Regions from separate parts of the Mus musculus genome. Here region 2 is linked to region 1. A link is a contact called in public Micro-C data. All regions are on one chromosome and are shown on one strand. Each heading gives the region's core, a stretch centred on a gene start, on an enhancer-like site or on the middle of the called end of the contact. The rest is flanking DNA. Distances are from core to core; before and after follow the strand shown.

Region 1 (3,543 bases), core at 511-3,010:
CCAGCAAAAACAAGGAAAAGGACAGGCTTTCAGTTCCTAGCAGATGTTGTCAGGGGTTGTTGTCTTAGTTTTAGTACTGGGTACCAAACCCCAAGACTTCATCCATGGAAGGCAAACACTCTACCAACTGAACTATATCCCCAGCCCTCAAATCAGATTTTGAAAGGAAGAAAGTTCTCCTGAGAAGGAAAAAGGTTTTGCCAGATGCACTAGGGAGACACCTTGGGGCTTTTACCCCTTTCACAAAGAACTACAGTCAACTTCAGAACACTGAGAGCGGCAGAGGCAGTCTTCCACAGGAGAGGGCACGCCAGCTGGCTATCCAATACCAAGTGGTCAGCCCTGAAAGCATATGTACAAACTACATTATACAGACTGAGCAGGCTATATTTAGGAATATATATGTATATATATATATATATATATATACACACACATATATATACACACATACATACATATATGTGTGTGTATGTATATGTGTATATATTATGTATTCACATATACATATATGCATTATATATGTGTGTATATACATATATGTACATATATACATATGCATGTAACAACAATTAAAAATTTAAAAGGGGGCCAGCAATTTGAAACATCAAGGAGGAGTATATAGGAGACTTCAGAGGGAGGAAAAGAAAAGGGGCTACCAAGTACTTATGACCTCAAAAATAAAAGAAATAATAGCGATATTGTTTAAAAAGGAAAAGCTCTGATGAGGTGTGATCCAACTGTAACCGACCTCCCGTGTGAAGTCATGTTAGGCCCTTTCTAGGATGTTGCCAGCCTCAGCGCTGCCAGCTAAGGGGACCAGACTCAGTGGTTTGTTATTTTGCGACTGATGTGTGTCCTTCAGCCAGACACTAGATACCCACTTGTTCTCATCCCATCAAGGCTTGCTCAGGAGTGTGCAGAAGCTGCGTGCTGCGCTGTGCGTTTTTCCGGACCCCCTCGCCCAAGCCCAGATTCTAGGTATGGCTTAGGTCACCTCCCCGAAATAAAGCTAAACCCTCTCGAGGCTCCTTCAGTGAGCCAGGTGGAGGCTCAAAACAAGTTCTGTGTGTTTCCAGACGGAGTTTGCATTTCCCCAGGGCCATGCCCAGATGGAGCTTATCAAGCTAACTACTCAAACAAATAATAGATCCAGGTAAAAGGGAGCCAGGTGCAGGTAGGCCTGAGCTCAGAGTCCAGAGTGAGGAGTGAGCCAAGCAGTAGGAGACTGGCCACCTGAAGAGAAGGACAAAGTTGAAAAACAGGGGACTTGAGTCCCCACCCTAAAAGTGGATCCAGGAAGAAAGTGGCAACAGGGAGCTTCCCAATTAGGCCTGGACGGAATTCACCAAAAACGCCAGGGTCGCCAGCGTGCTCCGGACCGAGCAAAGGCCCCAGGGTCCGGGAGGCAGCCTGAGATTAAGGCGGCAAAAGGCGCGTCGCCGCTTCGAGTCGCTCCAGGGTGTCCGCGGGCGTCCGGAGAGCTGGGAGCGCACGCCCTCCCCGCGCCCTGGGCGCAGCGCCCCGCAGCGCTTACCTGGCGGGAACCTGGGTCTCAGGGGACTGCTGCCCCGCCGAGGAGTACAGCATGAGGAGGATCCCAGAGCTGGTGGCAACGAGCAACAACATCCGAAAGAGCCAGCGGCGCGGGAGGTCCATGTGAGCCTGGCCGGGGTGCGCCCCGTCTGCCGCCCTGCTCACCGAGCCCCCGGCCGGAGAGGACCGTCCCAGTGGGACCCGCGGAGGCGGCGGCCCTGCTCTGCCCCGCCCTGCCCAGGGCGGGCTGCCGCGCGCCTCCGGGTCCTGCAGCTCCCCCCTGTGTCCTCGCCAGGCCTTAGGTCGCAGCAACTCCAGAGACTGAGCGTCTCTAAGGCCGTCGTGCAGCTGCGGATGGCTGGAGCCGCGAGCGCTGTTCCAGGGCTGTCCCCGGGGGACTTCGATGGCGGCTACCCCTGAGGCTGCTCTCCAACGAGAGCCACACCCCGGATGTACCTATTCCAGAGTCGGGCAGGGATGTACGGTTCTCACCGTCCAGGGCAAGCATGTGCAGTGAAGGGTGGGAAGGGCACGAGGAGACAAGGCTGTCTGCTGCCCTGATTGAGCACTGTGCGCTTAGGGATGTCCACCCCAGGTTTCTGGACCAGAAGCCGGTGGCTGGCAGCTGTGAAACAATCTGGCCGGCTCCCTCACAAGGACCGAGGACTTGATGGGTTAAGGCTCTTGTACCTTATGTACTTGCAGAAGAGTATATTCAAATAATGGAAGGAAACCCCTTAGCTTGGATTTGGGGTTAAAGGTGGAGGGTTCAGGTAGGGAGCCGCCGGCCGTGGGGTGCACTAAGGGGCTTAGGTTGTCATCTGTTTATTTGGTGACTACCCATTGAGATGGAGGACGTCACGCAGGGAGCCCGCGGTGATGGTTGTTACCTCTCTGTTTGGCAACACGCAGAAAAGCCAGGCCTCTCCATGCGCTGCTCAGACTTGGCCTGAGAGGCGGAGAGACTGGGAGAGGTGGAGCATCAACATCGCCCGGGGCTGGGGAAACTGGCCTGCTCTTTGGAAGCAGAGCCCTTTCTGTCTGTGAGCCATCGGTGGTGTGTTCTTCAGTATAGTCTGGGAGAGTGGACCTCGGCTCCCCAAGCTTTAATCTGGTCTGATAGCTGAGAAAATTGGGGTTCACGAATTGGTATCTGCCCAGTGTCAGACCCTGGGTCTGTGGATAAGAGCAGCTTCTTCAGTCTGCGACCCAGTCTTGTGTGGGCCAGGACGGAGTCCCTGGAGTGTAGCCAATCAAATCAATCCTGCCCTTTGTTCCCGAGCTGAAAGTGTCGTGGTGCTAATGGCCACAGCTAAGAATTTGTGCTTTCACGTTTTGTTTTATTCTCCATGTCCATACACTTGTTGATGTGCAGGCACACGTAATTTGTAGAAGATCTCGTTCTCTCCTTCTACCAAGTTTGTCCCAGGAATTGAACTCGGGACCTTGGGCTTTATCTGCTGAGCCATTTTGATGGCCCCTGATTTCCAGTTTTTCCTTTCAATCTTTGCGCTCTTCCTTTGTCAAAATTGCTGTTACTTAACCCTGTACAGTTTCTTCCCTTCCTGGGGATGCTCGCTCTCTCCTCCTCCGTGGGAGTTGCCCCCCATCCATGTTAATGATGTAGGTCTATGTTTTTTTTTTTTTTACAGTGTCCCATAGCAACACTTCCTGGACCAAAGCATCCTCACTCCTCCCATCCAGTCTGTCCTGACACCTCAGGTTTCTCAGGAGCTTATGCTCTCCAGGTCATAATTTGTGCTGCTGTCTCAGCAGCAGCACAAATCCACTTGCGGGCTTGGCTTTCCACCCAACCAAAGTTCTACACAGATTCATGCTTGGATCTGCGCTGCAGCACTCCCTGCCCCCACGTGCCCACTCATTTCAAAACAGAACCGAACCACCAGAAACCCAGCTCCGCTCACTTCTCGCCAGCCATTGCCCAAGTCTTGGTTGGCTTCCGCTCCGGTTCTGCTTCCTAGTGACTCTGGAACATCCTGCCAAGTT
Region 2 (3,543 bases), core at 747-3,246, 460 kb after region 1:
TTGATTTGTTGGGAAGTAAGGAGGCTCTCCGGTTGCTAGCGGTCAGGAACACTGCTTGATAGAGTGCTGGATACGTTGGCAGGTGGGCATCTAGATGACTGAGTGACCTGTGGCGAAGAGACGCGCCCATGTGATCTCTCCTACTCTCTGCCAGCTCACACATCTGAGCCAGAGAGCCCCCAGAGAGCCCATTCCTGCCCCAGCGCTCGCTGCCAGGCCCCGTGCCTCAGATTGGTTGCTGAGCGGATCTCTTTCTCCAGATTCTCATTCAGATTGTGGACGCCTCCTCAGTGATCACCTGGGATTTTGATGTGTGCAAAGGGGACATCGTCTTTAACATTTATCACTCCAAGAGGTCTCCCCAGCCACCCAAGAAGGACTCGCTAGGGGCTCACAGCATCACTTCCCCAGGAGGCAACAACGTGCAGCTGATAGACAAAGTCTGGCAGCTGGGCCGGGACTATAGCATGGTGGAGTCTCCTCTAATCTGCAAAGAAGGAGAGAGCGTGCAGGTAAGCCTGCCAGCCAGCACTGCTGCAGACTCTGTCCTGAGAAGGCGGTAGCTGGCCCTCTAGCCCATGTGGCTTCTGCCACCAGAATGGCACAGGTGGTCTGCCTAGTGCCAGAAAGACTCAGGATGCCCCAGGGCACAGAGGAAGGAGAGGCACGAGACCTTAGTAAAGTGTGGGTTTCCCCAGAAGTGCACATGCACCCAAGTGCCAGGTGACAGGGAACTAGGCTTTGCCTCCAGAGGGAAGTCACACAGACAGAAGCAAGAGGGGAACGTGCAGAGGGCACTGTCAGCTCTTGCTAAAACCCATGACATCTCTATACTGCGAGGGTTCCTGTTGGCCCTGTGGCTCTCTCTGTATGCTGGTGCTGGCTCACCTCTGGCACTGAATGCCCACTTACTTCTTTTCCTCCTGCAATGCCTCTGACCACACAGTGGCTGCCCGCTGTCCTCCAGCTGAGGTTTTCAGAAGCCAGCTGCCAGTGCATGCGGTCTGTGATGCAGTGTAAAGGGAGTCTTCCCATCGTAAAAGCTGGCTCTGCCTCTGAATCATTAAACCAGAATGGAAGAAGTCATTGGAACAGATTGCCCCTGTGTGCTAGGAAGGTGACAGGAGTGGCAGAGAAGCTGTTCCCTGACCTAGCTGTCTCTGTCAGAGAGACAGGCCCTTCTGACAGCTCCCACCTGGCCAGGCACTTTCAGCCTGGTACTCTCTAGAGGTTGCAGGTTGCTGAGGGTGGTAGACAAGGTGCATGCTGCCTTCCTAACACCTGACAGACCATCGCATAGGCTGCCTCAGTGGGTGGAAGGGCATCCATCATTAGGCTGTTGGCTCAGGACACCCCTCCCCTTGGTGGAATGTCCTGAGTTGCTGCTGTTCACTGTTGCAGGGGTCCCATGTGACCAGGTGGCCAGGCTTCTACATCCTACAGTGGAAATTCCACACCATGCCAGCATGTGCTGCCACCAACCTACCCCGAGTGGACGACGTGCTGGCCTCCCTGCAGGTCTCCTCCCACAAGTGCAAAGTCATGTACTACACAGAAGTGATCGGCTCTGAAGATTTCAGGTTTGTGCCTGAGAGGGAGGCTCTGGCAGCAGGGACTACTTGTTCACTGCCTGCAGCTCTCCATAGGAAAGGGAGTGTAGCACTTGCTAAGTGCAGTGTCACCCGAGGGGCAAACTACGGATTCCTCCATTGATTCTCATGTCCTGTCCCAACTTTACAAGGGCCGACGGAGGGGGGGGGGGGGGGAGCAGATAGAGATGCTCGCTTGGGGCGGCTCAGAGCAGCTCCTCACTCCTGGTTCTTTGTTGATTACATCTGCAGAGGCTCCATGACCAGCCTGGAATCTAGCCACAGCGGGTTCTCACAGCTCAGTGCCGCCACCACCTCCTCCAGCCAGTCGCAATCCAGCTCCATGATTTCCAGGTAGTGCCGCGAAGCCTGCGCCTGCGCGGAGGGCGGGCGCCCCGGCTGCTGTGCTCCGCCCACCCCAGGATGTGCAGACTCCGCCCACCCCTGGATGTGCAGACTCCTCCCTCTAGATAGCAGCTAGATCTGCAGATGGTCACTAGTCACCTGGTCCCCAGACCATCCTGAGAGGTAGTTTTAACTCTACCCCTAACTTTAACTCAATAGCCATAGATTTTGTATACAGCGTGCACAAAATCAAACCAGAGCACAAGGGCTCTCGAAAGAAAAGTAGTTTATCTACAGTAAGAGACTGACTGGTCTCAGTTGTCGATGCAAAAAATGTTACCAACAAACTCCACCTTGTCCACTAGTGAATGACTTGTGTGACACCCTGCAGAGACTCGCCACCTCCTCCTCCACGGAACCGAAGCTGCAGCAGGCAGCCCTTAAGCTGCAGCGGAGTCCTCTCGGCTCCCTGTTAGTGGAGGTGGCCTGTGGATCCAGAACAGCTCTTGAGGTCCCTTTCCGCTAAGGACTTGGCAGCCTGAGGAGCACCCAGTGCTGGGTCAGAGCCAGCCTGATCCCGAGCAGACACTGCAGCCCAGGAGGGGCTGCCAGGGCTCCTCGTGAATCCTGACAACACCGCCATCATTAAACATTGCTTTCTCTTTCCTCCTCTTCAAATCTTTTGATATTTTTCAGAGCAAAATTTTTCTGTCCGTGAACTTGGTGGAGGGGATGGGGAGGATTCTTTCCCTCTGCTGAGTGCTGCCTTTCCTTCTGCAGGAGGCGGCTCTGTGCCCGTAGCACCCAGGGTCCTCAGTCCTCTCAGAACCCAGGGTCCTCAGTCCTCCCAAAACCCAGGGTTCTCAGCCCTTAGCACCCAGGGTACTCAGTCCTCCCAAAACCCAGGGTTCTCAGCCCTTAGCACCCAGGGTACTCAGTCCTCCCAGCAGCACCCAGAGTCCTCAGTCTTCCTAGCACCCAGGATCCTCAGTCCTAGCACCCAGGGTCCTCAGCTCTCAGCAGGGTGTTTGGAAGCAGTAGGTCACACTTGCCTTTAGAAGTGTGGCAGTGCAAACTCTAGCAATGCTCTCCAGGGGGGTGCATGGCTTGCAGTGGCCTTCGGCATGTGGGTGGATGCTGGGTATGTGTGTAGGTGTTGTGTGTGTGCATGAGGGAGTGGGGTGTAGCTGGGGAGGGGCTGCAGATCTGCACTTGTTCTTCTGCGTTTCATAGAAGCAGGTCAGAGGCTGGGGCTAGTTTGCCTTTTTTCTTCTTTCTTTTTTTTCCCCTGATCTTGACTCCCCAGAGCCTGCTGTTGGAGCAGATCCTTGCTTTACGGCTTTTATGGGGAAAGCATGCTTCTTAGCGAACTGTCTAGAAGTTGCAGGTGGCTGATCTCCAGAGGAGGGGGGCCCAGGATCTACTTGTGTGTGTGTGGTAACAGTGTCTAAAGATGTGTGCCAAATCCGAGTGGCCATGAGAGTGTATGGCGGGAGTGGATGCCTGTGTAGACGCTGCTCTGAGGCTCTGGGTGGCTGGCTGTGCGGTGAGAGCTATGGAGAGGCTGTGGCATGTCAGCAAGCATGAGGAGAGCCGACACAGCAGCCTG

What was found. A called contact is a pair of places that touch in the nucleus more often than the background predicts.
Region 2: a Micro-C map of embryonic stem cells shows a contact between it and region 1, with 3 times the contacts expected there. The contact joins the enhancer-like site here to the promoter of St6galnac2 in region 1. A contact is called at or near these places in 1 of 484 Hi-C or Micro-C datasets (embryonic stem cells), 2 of 115 datasets of contacts at active chromatin or transcription factors (embryonic stem cells and pancreatic cancer cells) and 1 of 9 other capture datasets (embryonic stem cells).

What each region holds. Positions count from the first base shown.
Region 1 is chr11:116,692,900-116,696,442 of GRCm38.p6, forward strand. It overlaps St6galnac2 (ST6 (alpha-N-acetyl-neuraminyl-2,3-beta-galactosyl-1,3)-N-acetylgalactosaminide alpha-2,6-sialyltransferase 2), which reads right to left and starts at 1,761. Exons shown (of 9, transcript NM_009180.3): 1 at 1,538-1,761. The coding sequence starts at 1,659.
Region 2 is chr11:117,154,960-117,158,502 of GRCm38.p6, forward strand. Sec14l1 (SEC14-like lipid binding 1) reads left to right here. Exons shown (of 16, transcript NM_001166506.2): 14 at 261-512; 15 at 1,402-1,580; 16 at 1,842-3,543. The coding sequence ends at 1,947. Among named protein-coding and RNA genes, the nearest start is that of Sec14l1, 42 kb to the left of the region's middle. Within about 2 kb of position 1,997, at least 57 of the 459 cell types and tissues checked have an H3K27ac peak or open chromatin away from gene starts, as enhancers often do. A contact at or near this core is called in embryonic stem cells, where this site is marked.